Linked DNA regions of Siniperca chuatsi: region 2 is linked to region 1. Evidence: chromatin contacts called from public Hi-C data. All regions are on one chromosome and are shown on one strand. Each heading gives the region's core, a stretch centred on a gene start, on an enhancer-like site or on the middle of the called end of the contact. The rest is flanking DNA. Distances are from core to core; before and after follow the strand shown.

Evidence for each region. A called contact is a pair of places that touch in the nucleus more often than the background predicts.
Region 2: a contact with region 1 is called in a Hi-C map of skeletal muscle, with 3 times the contacts expected there. The contact joins the enhancer-like site here to the promoter of nutf2 in region 1. A contact is called at or near these places in 2 of 3 Hi-C or Micro-C datasets (liver and skeletal muscle).

Annotation. Positions count from the first base shown.
Region 1 is chrLG4:23,633,866-23,638,533 of ASM2008510v1, forward strand. nutf2 (nuclear transport factor 2) reads right to left here and starts at 2,184. Exons shown (of 5, transcript XM_044192887.1): 1 at 2,057-2,184; 2 at 615-736. The coding sequence starts at 713.
Region 2 is chrLG4:23,667,681-23,672,348 of ASM2008510v1, forward strand. The region is part of intron 3 of ranbp10 (ran-binding protein 10); the gene reads left to right. Among protein-coding and RNA genes, the nearest start is that of ranbp10, 22 kb to the left of the region's middle. Within about 2 kb of position 2,526, the one cell type or tissue checked has an H3K27ac peak away from gene starts, as active enhancers do. A contact at or near this core is called in liver, where this site is marked.

The DNA.
Region 1 (4,668 bases), core at 934-3,433:
TTTTACCCAATTAAGTTTACCCACATATATGAAAGAGAAAAGCAGCAAATCCGCACATTTAGGAAGCTGGAACCAGAGAATATTTGCCGTGTTTGCTTGAAAAATTACTGAAATTACTGAGATTACATTTCTGTCCATCGACTAATTGGTTAACTGACTTTCAGCTCTAAATGCATGTGGCAATGCTTTGACAGTGCTGCGCAATGATGTGTCCTTCTCGCTAGGATAGTATCCATGTCACTGATAAATCCAAGGAAAACACTAATTTTGTGGAAAATGTTTGAGTTTTTTTTTTTAAATCACATTTTTGGATGTCAGAAAGAGATGATATAGCTTAATCAATTTTCTCTGTTAACATTTGAGCAATAGATTGTGTCTAATAAATTGTTAATAATGAATCTATTATTGATCAAGGAAACTACTTAAAATTTGTGCTGAGAGCACATAAGAACAGGCCCCATTCCTATTTATGCAGGCTCTGTCTTCTTCAGCAGCTACCAATGTTCTTGTTAGATTTGTGCTGCATTCATAAATTAAGTTAATTAACAAGCGCAGCCCAGTCCTGTGGTAAGACATCTCATAACTGAACGAAAGCATGGTTCTGTCACACTCACATATATGGATCCGAGTTGTGCTCTGTCAGAGTCAAACATCTGGTAGTAGTGCTGCACGAAGCTGGATCCTATCTGCTCCCACAGAGGCTGGTCCACCATCCTGACTCACCCTGCAACACACACTGGGAAGATGGAGAGACAGAAGGGAAACCGGTCAGAAAGACGCCACTAGGTTGGTTGGCTGTGAGTAGGAAAAATATGTGAATCATATGCTGTGGCCTTCAGTCACCAGATCTCAACCCAACTGAACACCTATGGGAGACCTGTCAGGTGTGTCTAATATTTTGTCCACCCCATTTATATCAGTCAGGGTTCACTTAATATTAGAAACACCTCTCTAAAACAGTTTCAACAAAAAATAATCATTCATGGCAACTGAGTGTATGTATTTACATGTAGCAATACTGAGATGAATGCAATATCTAAATCCAGTGTATACCCTCATGATGTACATACCTTTAAGAAAAAGCATAGAAGATGCCAAAATATACACTACCCGGATCACATAGATTTATCTCCGCCTGAAACAAAAATCTATTCATTTATGCTAGTTCACTTACTTTAGGTAAAATTCACGCCCTTAATGCTGACAATTTACAAAACTAAACAAAAGACAACAACAAAACATGGTCAGACTTACAGGGCACTGAAAGTGTATGAATACCAACACAGCGAGAAAAAAAAACATTAAAACTACTTTAAATAAAATGGCCCAGACGAGTTTTGCTTTACACGCCGTGTTGGTCTCACTTGGGTGACACTGACAGCACAAGTCATGTGCTTCCACATAGCGATACACTGTTGTTACTGGAACAATCGGAGAGCTCTGAAAATTAGCGGTGGAGTCGAAACGACCTACCATAACGTTAGATAGCGAAGGGACAAAAGTGAAATAGTTATAGGCCCGCGTAAATAGTTAGTAATAAGGATAGAGGGAGAGCAAAATAAGCTAATTTGGTAATGTTAATAAATGTAAAAGCTCATGTATGGCTAGTTAACGTAAGCTAACTAGCTGCTACTAGCTTGTGAGCTGTCTTGTTTGCTAACGTTGATTCAGCATGTGTGGTTGGCAAAGACAGTTCATATACCTAGCATGCCTCCCCGCCAGCTAATGTTAGACGTCAGATGAATTATATTTCCAGGCGTTAGCTAACTGGCTGGCTGGCGTTGGTCTTTTCACCGGTTGCTAAAAATACCCCGTCTCCTCCAAGTGTTGATGCCTCCTCCGGGCCCGCGCACACAGGTCTGGAACCCCGGAGCAGCTACCCTACATAGGCGTGCCCAACGTTAGCCCTAAACCGGGCAGAAGCAGCCAATTGAACTACTTATATTACCTTAGACTTATTCAAATGTCAGACTAAAGCAGTGCTTTCTGTTTTCGCGCATGTTTCCATTCACTATTCCATAAGACGGTTTCCTACAAATAAGTAATAAAAACTTACCTTTAACCAACGCCGAGGCCGGGTGCGCGTTCGCACAGTGCAGTGTCTGCTCCGCTACGAAGGCACGCACTCGAAGGCGTAACCGGCCCGGTGGGTTGTGGGGATTGTAGTCTTTATGTAATTTTGCCATATTGTGATATAAATAATGGGAAAATAGTCATAAATCAGGGCTGGATAGCAGCCCGGAGCAAAAATTTGCTGTTTGCCCCTAGCCACCCAGAATTCCCCAACTAAATGTGGTTCTAAATTGATAAACATATAATTAAGAATATGGAGTATTAAAACAAGACAGGGCTGTAAGATTAGGCAAAAATGCAGGAGCAACCTTACAGCGCTTACCATTCCGTTTGGTGCATATTATCAAACAAATTTGCAATTAATCCAATTACCACAAAGTAATTGCCACACACAGTGAACCCTTTTAAGTGTTCGGGGCCCCTGAGTGTCATGGCAGTTGGCCACTTTGCAGAGTTGGTAATCCAGCTTTGTTATTATGTTGTGATAATTTCAGCTGTATCATCCGATCCTATTAGTTAGTTGTAGGTTACTAATTATTGTTGTAAAGAGCCCTCACATGACTTACATTTAAAGCATCGCATTACATCAACTACAAAAAAAATGAATAACTATGTATTAGAGGGCTAGGTACCAAAGAGAGTACTGTGTGGTCCATGAGTAGGCTTGTGAAAGTGACACATTTTTTGCTGTTAGCTGTGCACTTAGTACATTGCATTTGAAAGAACATGACTATGAGGCTAAATTACTGACCTTCACTTTTAATTGGAAGGTGTTTGTCCACATCAGAGGGACTGTGTCAGACCTGTGGCCCTTAAGTCTCCCAATTTTAGGGGAACAAAGTTAATTGGATGAATGACAGCTTAAATGTTTCTTGGTCAGCAAGCTGTGTTTTCATACATTGTTACGTCGTGCACAAAAGGTCTAGAGTTGATTCTACGTGTGATATTTGGAATCTGTTGTAGTCTCAACATGGGGACCAAATCAGTGGTGGAAATTAAATAAGTATGTTTACTCAACAACTGTAAAATAAGTAAAGTTCTGAGGCACTTAATGGAGTACATGTTACTTTATACTTTACTTCTACTCCACCACATGTCAGAGAGAAATATTATACTTTTTACATAAAAAACACATGATAAACATAACGTAGAAAATACAAAACCCTATTAAGACTGAATCAGTTGTTCCCAACCATTTGGCTTCTGACCCTTAACAAAGAATCCACTCAATCAACTCATTGTCTATGAGTTGTTAGCAGTTCCACCAAAGAGACATTCCCCCTCTAAACTTCTCAGATGGTTTCATTTAACTGTTTGAAGCCCGAAGAAGTCAAATCATCCAATATTTCATAAAAAAGCAAAGATTTGAGAAAGTCCAAGAAATGAATTGAGATTTACGTAGCAGAACTTTGTTTTTTCTTCTTTCCTATTAATCATTTCACGACCCCTCAGGTGACCCTTTGGAAGGGCCCGACCCCAAGGCTGGAAACAAAAACGCCCTCACTGTATCTAAAACTATAGCTCCACCTCAACCAGCTACAACAGTAAAATGCTGCTTACACACTGATTCATCAGTATTAACAATGTAATGATGTCATATATAATAAAAGATCAGTCACGGGATGTTTTACTGCAGAAAAAGTACTTTTACTTTTGATACTTTAAGTACATTGTTTTAAAAATACTTTTGTACTTTTAGTTTAGTAGGATTTTGAATGCATTGATTTTAATTGTAATGGAGTATTTTTTATATTGTTGTACTGGTACTTTTACTTAAATATGCACACACACACCTCCCTGACACTGGGCCTGTTCCTTTTTGTTGTTGTTTTTTTCTTTTTCCGATAAAGACTTTTTCATACAAAATATATAACTAGTTTATAAACTATGATGCATTGGTGTAGGTTCAATTGCCCAACAGTATATCAAGTAGTTAAATTAGCTACAACCGTAAAGGTAACTTTGTGGTATCCAGCAATCCAGATAGTTTTGGTTTTACTTGCCCAGGTTTAGAGGTATCTCTGTCTGAGAAGTCTTTTTGTGGTGTTCACAGCATTGAAAAATCATAATAATAAAACATTTCATCAACATCTCCTTCAAGAAACAGTGTCCCTGTTTTTCTGGATAATCCACAAAGCTCACTATCAGCACTTTACAATGGGACTATTTTCTACCCAAAAAATAGTCCCTATTGAAAAGTGAAAAATGGGGAAACAGACAATTCTGCTTATATGTTAATGCATCAATGTTAATAATTTAAGATAAGAACATTAAAAATATAACAATATACCAGTTATTTGGTATAATTAGTAGTTTTACTTTTCATACTTAAGTACATTTTGCTGATAATACAAAACACAAAGATTTGAATGCAGGATTTTCACTCGTAAGGGAGTATTTTTGCACAGTTTTATCTTATGTAAAAATATTTCAATGCATGTTAAGAATTAATACATGACATAACCTATGATTCCACAAAATGCTGCTCAATCTCAGAAATTAAAGGACTGAATGGTTATATTTCCACTTGAATTTCAGATATTTACTCCTACTTTTGCACCACAACGCCAATTCCTTGTATGTGAAAACCTACTT
Region 2 (4,668 bases), core at 1,276-3,775, 34 kb after region 1:
ACTTAGTCATTGTTTTCATTCAGGCCGTAGATATTTTTGGTGCTGGAGTAGTGGGGAAGATGGTGTGGATGGATGATATCTACATATGTGGAGTTTGTGGGGCAAGATATAAATGTAGATGAAAGGAATGAAGAAAGTGACAAGAAATGGATTTTGTGGATAAGTGAAAGTAGCTGGAGAAGTGCCAACATTTATGAGATTTGGGGATGAAAGCAGGAGGAGATGAGGATGTGTGGCATTGCTATAGTAATGGGATGTCAGAACAGTCTGACAGATGCAGAAAGAACATGTCAGGACATGTCTCTGAGCAGTCATATGGATCAGTAACAGATGATGCTGACTTGGACTTGTGGTTCGACCTCATACTAATCTGATTTAAGTCAAACATTGCCTCTTGTTTTGTAATGATAGATAGATGATAGAACAGTATTTTACATAGAAAATATTTTTGGGCCTGAGCCTTAGCCAACACCAAATAAATTAATATGCATTTTTGTAAACAGGACATTTTAGTGAATGTGTTTCTCACATATCAAAGGGATACGGGATACAAACAATTTCCCAATACATTCTATGTCAAAAATAAACTGTTAGTGTAAACTTGTACTCGGTTTAGTTTGAATTATATACAGGGTGTGTTCAAGTAATTCCACATGTGATCTCTTATGAAAACCATAAAACCTACTGGATTATTGACAGCTGAATGAATGAATGTCAGCAGTAAGCCCAAAACGAAGTAAAAGATATTGTTGGTTTTAAAAACATACTCCAGCAAGTTAGTATATCACTTTCATAAAGTTGGGGAACTTTATGACGAATGGTCAAAAGGTGGTTAAAGGTGCCCTGTGGAATTTTCTTGTAAACAAACAAAAGTCATGTTTACATTCAGTGTTGCTCACCAAAATGCATTGTGTGTATCCGTGTGGTCTGACAAACGTGTTGAATTCATTTTCTTCTTTCTAAAATATCTGCAAAGCCAGTTTTTGTAATATTTTAAACCATGCATTGTTTACACTCATGTTTGCTAGCTAGCCATCTTCTTCTTCCCTGCCTTTCCCTGTGCATTACTAAGTTTGTTGGCAGCTTATAGCCAACTGTCCATCAGCGGAAGAGTGTTTAACTGGCGACAGAAATGTGTACTGGGACGCCCATATGCTCACGTGCATGCATGATATAAACAAAACAGAGACTCACATGTAAAAACATTGCTCCATAGCACCACTAGTGGTCAGGAACTCTACAGTGTAGCTTTAAGCCCCAAAAACACAGGTTCCATCATACTACACTTCCCATAATGCAACACAATAGGATCTTTCATTGGACCCTCCCTGTGTGGTAAACTCCCACATCTTTCAAACTCCATAACTAAATTTGTAGTCTCCACACCCAAACTGAGATAACCCAGATGACATCATCAGGGTTATTTTATGTTGTTAAGCCCCTCGAGAGCCACAGATGACATTATACGACTACTTTCACAGGCTGAGTAGTGCTCATTATGAGTAGACTGACTTTGATGTGTAAAATCAGTGGAGTCACCCTTTAAGTTCGGAATTTAGCCCAAAACAAAACACAACCACCAAGTATGAAATAACACAAGACTAAACAAACAAATTCTTGATTCTTGATTCTTGATTTAATACACAAGACAGTCTGACAACAATCATCCAAGCCTTTGTCTACTGACACATAAACCTTTATTGGGCACTGTTATTTGCCAACAAAATGGCAATGCAGAGTGTAACGTAATTTATTCATGTAAGTTGAAAATGGATCTGGAAAAAGAGTTCAAAGCACAGAGGAGGAATATCTCCGTTTTCTTCGTTGTCTTCCATTTTTCCACTGTGAATATTCTTCTTTTTTTTTGGTTGGGCCTTATCTTTCTTCTTGTGCCCTCAACCCTCTGCCCACCATACACTCACCAAAACACAAACACACTCACACTCACACACATACAATGACATCCGTGAACGGTTCAGCGATCTCTAATGACATAGGAGGAAGCGTAGTAGCCATTTAGCAGCCGAGAGCCTGAATAAAGCCCCTTGCCTCTCCCAACCAATCAGACCACTCCTCTGCTCTGACCAATCACGTTCTGGGGCTTCCAGCCCTGGCTGGGGCCATTTGACCTGCTTATTGACAAATCAAGATCCGTCCAGTGGCCGAGGTTTGTGGAATGCTGTGGACACCAGGGCAGGCAGTTCAGCAGACTCCAGATACATACGCGCACGCACACACACACACACACACACACACACACACACACTCCTCTCTTCTTGATTCACATGTGTCAAATGTCACACAAAGGGTGGAATAGTGTGGAACAGCGTTGCGTGGATGGACGTGTTTTCCAAACCTGCTCACACATTAGTTATGAAGATATTTTTAGTTGCTAGGTTTCCACTACAGATGGTCTGTAGCCCTGGTAGATAGATTACTGTTGATTGCCTTAACTCTGACTGACTCAGTGTGTTTGTGCCAGTGTGTGCTTGTTCTGAACTTGGATTTATCTGTGTGTGTCATGGACTGACTGATTGGGTCTCTGAGTGTACTTGTTTGTGTTTGTCCCCACTTGCCTGTGCATCTATGTGCGTCTGGTGAACTCACGCATTCATTTGCGTTTATATATACAGTATATGTGTGTGTCTCTTCATAGTACAATGTTCTCTACTGCTGACCTCTGTGTCTGATCCTGCTGTGGAGGCCTGCCCATTTCATTAGCATGTTGGAGCAGTGAGCCTGGCTTTAGATGCAATATCCCTGTCAGCAGATTAATCTAATACCTCCAACCCCCCCCCCCCAAAGTAAAGTAAATACACGTGTGCTCAACAGACTGCATTACAGACAGTATGTGCTCAAGTTAAAAGAAACATACTAATGCACGTGACACAAACAACAACAAACACTTTATTACATTTCATTGTTAAGACTTAATAATTTGACATGTAATATGTCTCTTTTATCCATTTATTTAATTTTGATTTATTTATGTTTTTTTGTAATTGTTTTTTTTTGTTTAGGCTATTTACTTACTTGGTTTACTAAATAATGTCTATGTTATTTTATTTTCGTTGTTATTATTTACTTTATCTTTTGGTAACTTTGTGTCAAGATTATTGACAGAGGGGGACTGGGGGTGGGACGAGGGCGACTGGGAGGGATACATTTGTATATGTCTTGATGTGCTGAAAAAATAAAATGCCCATAAATATATTTGTCAAAAACAATTCTTTATTACATGCTCACAGATACACACACATACACATGTACAAGTACGCATCTAATATCTCGGCTCACCCACGACCTACTTTCACTAACCCTGCTTTGCTTTTTGGCAACGACAGACAAGCTGTGATTGAAGAGCGGCAGCGAGCTGATGCTGAACGCTGTCAGGTTCAGGTCCCTTTCAGCTTGGTCAGTTCAGGAAGAGGACTTAATGCGAAACTGGATTAGTGTAAAACTTAACATAACAAGCTCGTCATCCAAATAACTGCAAGTGTCTGATGTTAGCAAATGTAGTTGTTTTCTCTCCCTGTAGAGGAATCATGCTGTAGACCTCCAGTCCGGCGTTTTTGTCAGCTCTTTGTTGTACTGAAATCACAATGATATGATCTTTGTAGATCCAAGCTGTATGTTTTACTAGACATTAGTCAGCTGGTTTAGATTCACTGGACCAAAGTGACTGCGATCTATCTTCTCTTTTAGAGAGCCGTTACTTTCAAAGAAAGACAGAACACCGTTTCTGCTCTTCTATAAAATGTCGTTCCTGAGGTTGTCTGTTAGCTTTGTGGAACATACAGGAATCTGATCAATATTGGTGTCAGTACTGCATATTTCTATTGGATAGGCAGTCTACTGGACACATGTAACCCTGTAGAGATTGCTTTACAGCCTCTTTTAAGAAGGGTATATAAATACATAAAGGTTATTTGAGGTCAGACTACACGTTGGCTATACTGCTTGTTCATCTTGCAGTTACTAGCACCTCTTGCTCTGCGGTACCCGCTGTACACAAAGCTTCTTTCTCTTTTTCAGTGGTTATTTGAGGTTTTATCAACTGAAAAGAAAGACATGGTTAAGAGCACTGACATAAAATTAGATCTGAGAAGGGTGGTCAGAGCTGGCTAAGACTGTGCCTTCCGCAAAACTTGTCTGTCATAAATATCTGCTAAAGAAAGCTGCTGCATGCCAATTATTTTGCTGGCTACTTTAACAATGCTGAACAAACGATTTTTGTTTTGCACTGTGAGTTTCCCATACCAAGAAATCAAACAAAAAGTTTTAGTGTGCTTGATGGTTCCTATTGTGAAGTCATAAAGGAACGTATAAACTTATACTTCAAATATACTGTATGGTAACACTTTATTTTATGGGTGTGTAATTTCTTTAAATTCCTTAAATAAACAATTTCTTAGGAAGTTTCCTAGAAAGAACTATGTAATGTAATTATAGGTCATTTTGTTTAATTTAAAACCAAGTAAATATTAATGCATTATTCATTTATAATTGGAAACTCTTTTCTTCATAAATTTGTTGAATTGTATGCTTGTCTGTAGACAAGTTACACATTATTGCATGTTCAGCTGAGCTGCTGTACACTGACTATAAGACTAGAGAGTCTTAAAGTCAGTGGCTTCCAACATGTGGGTTGAATCTGAGGGGTCACAA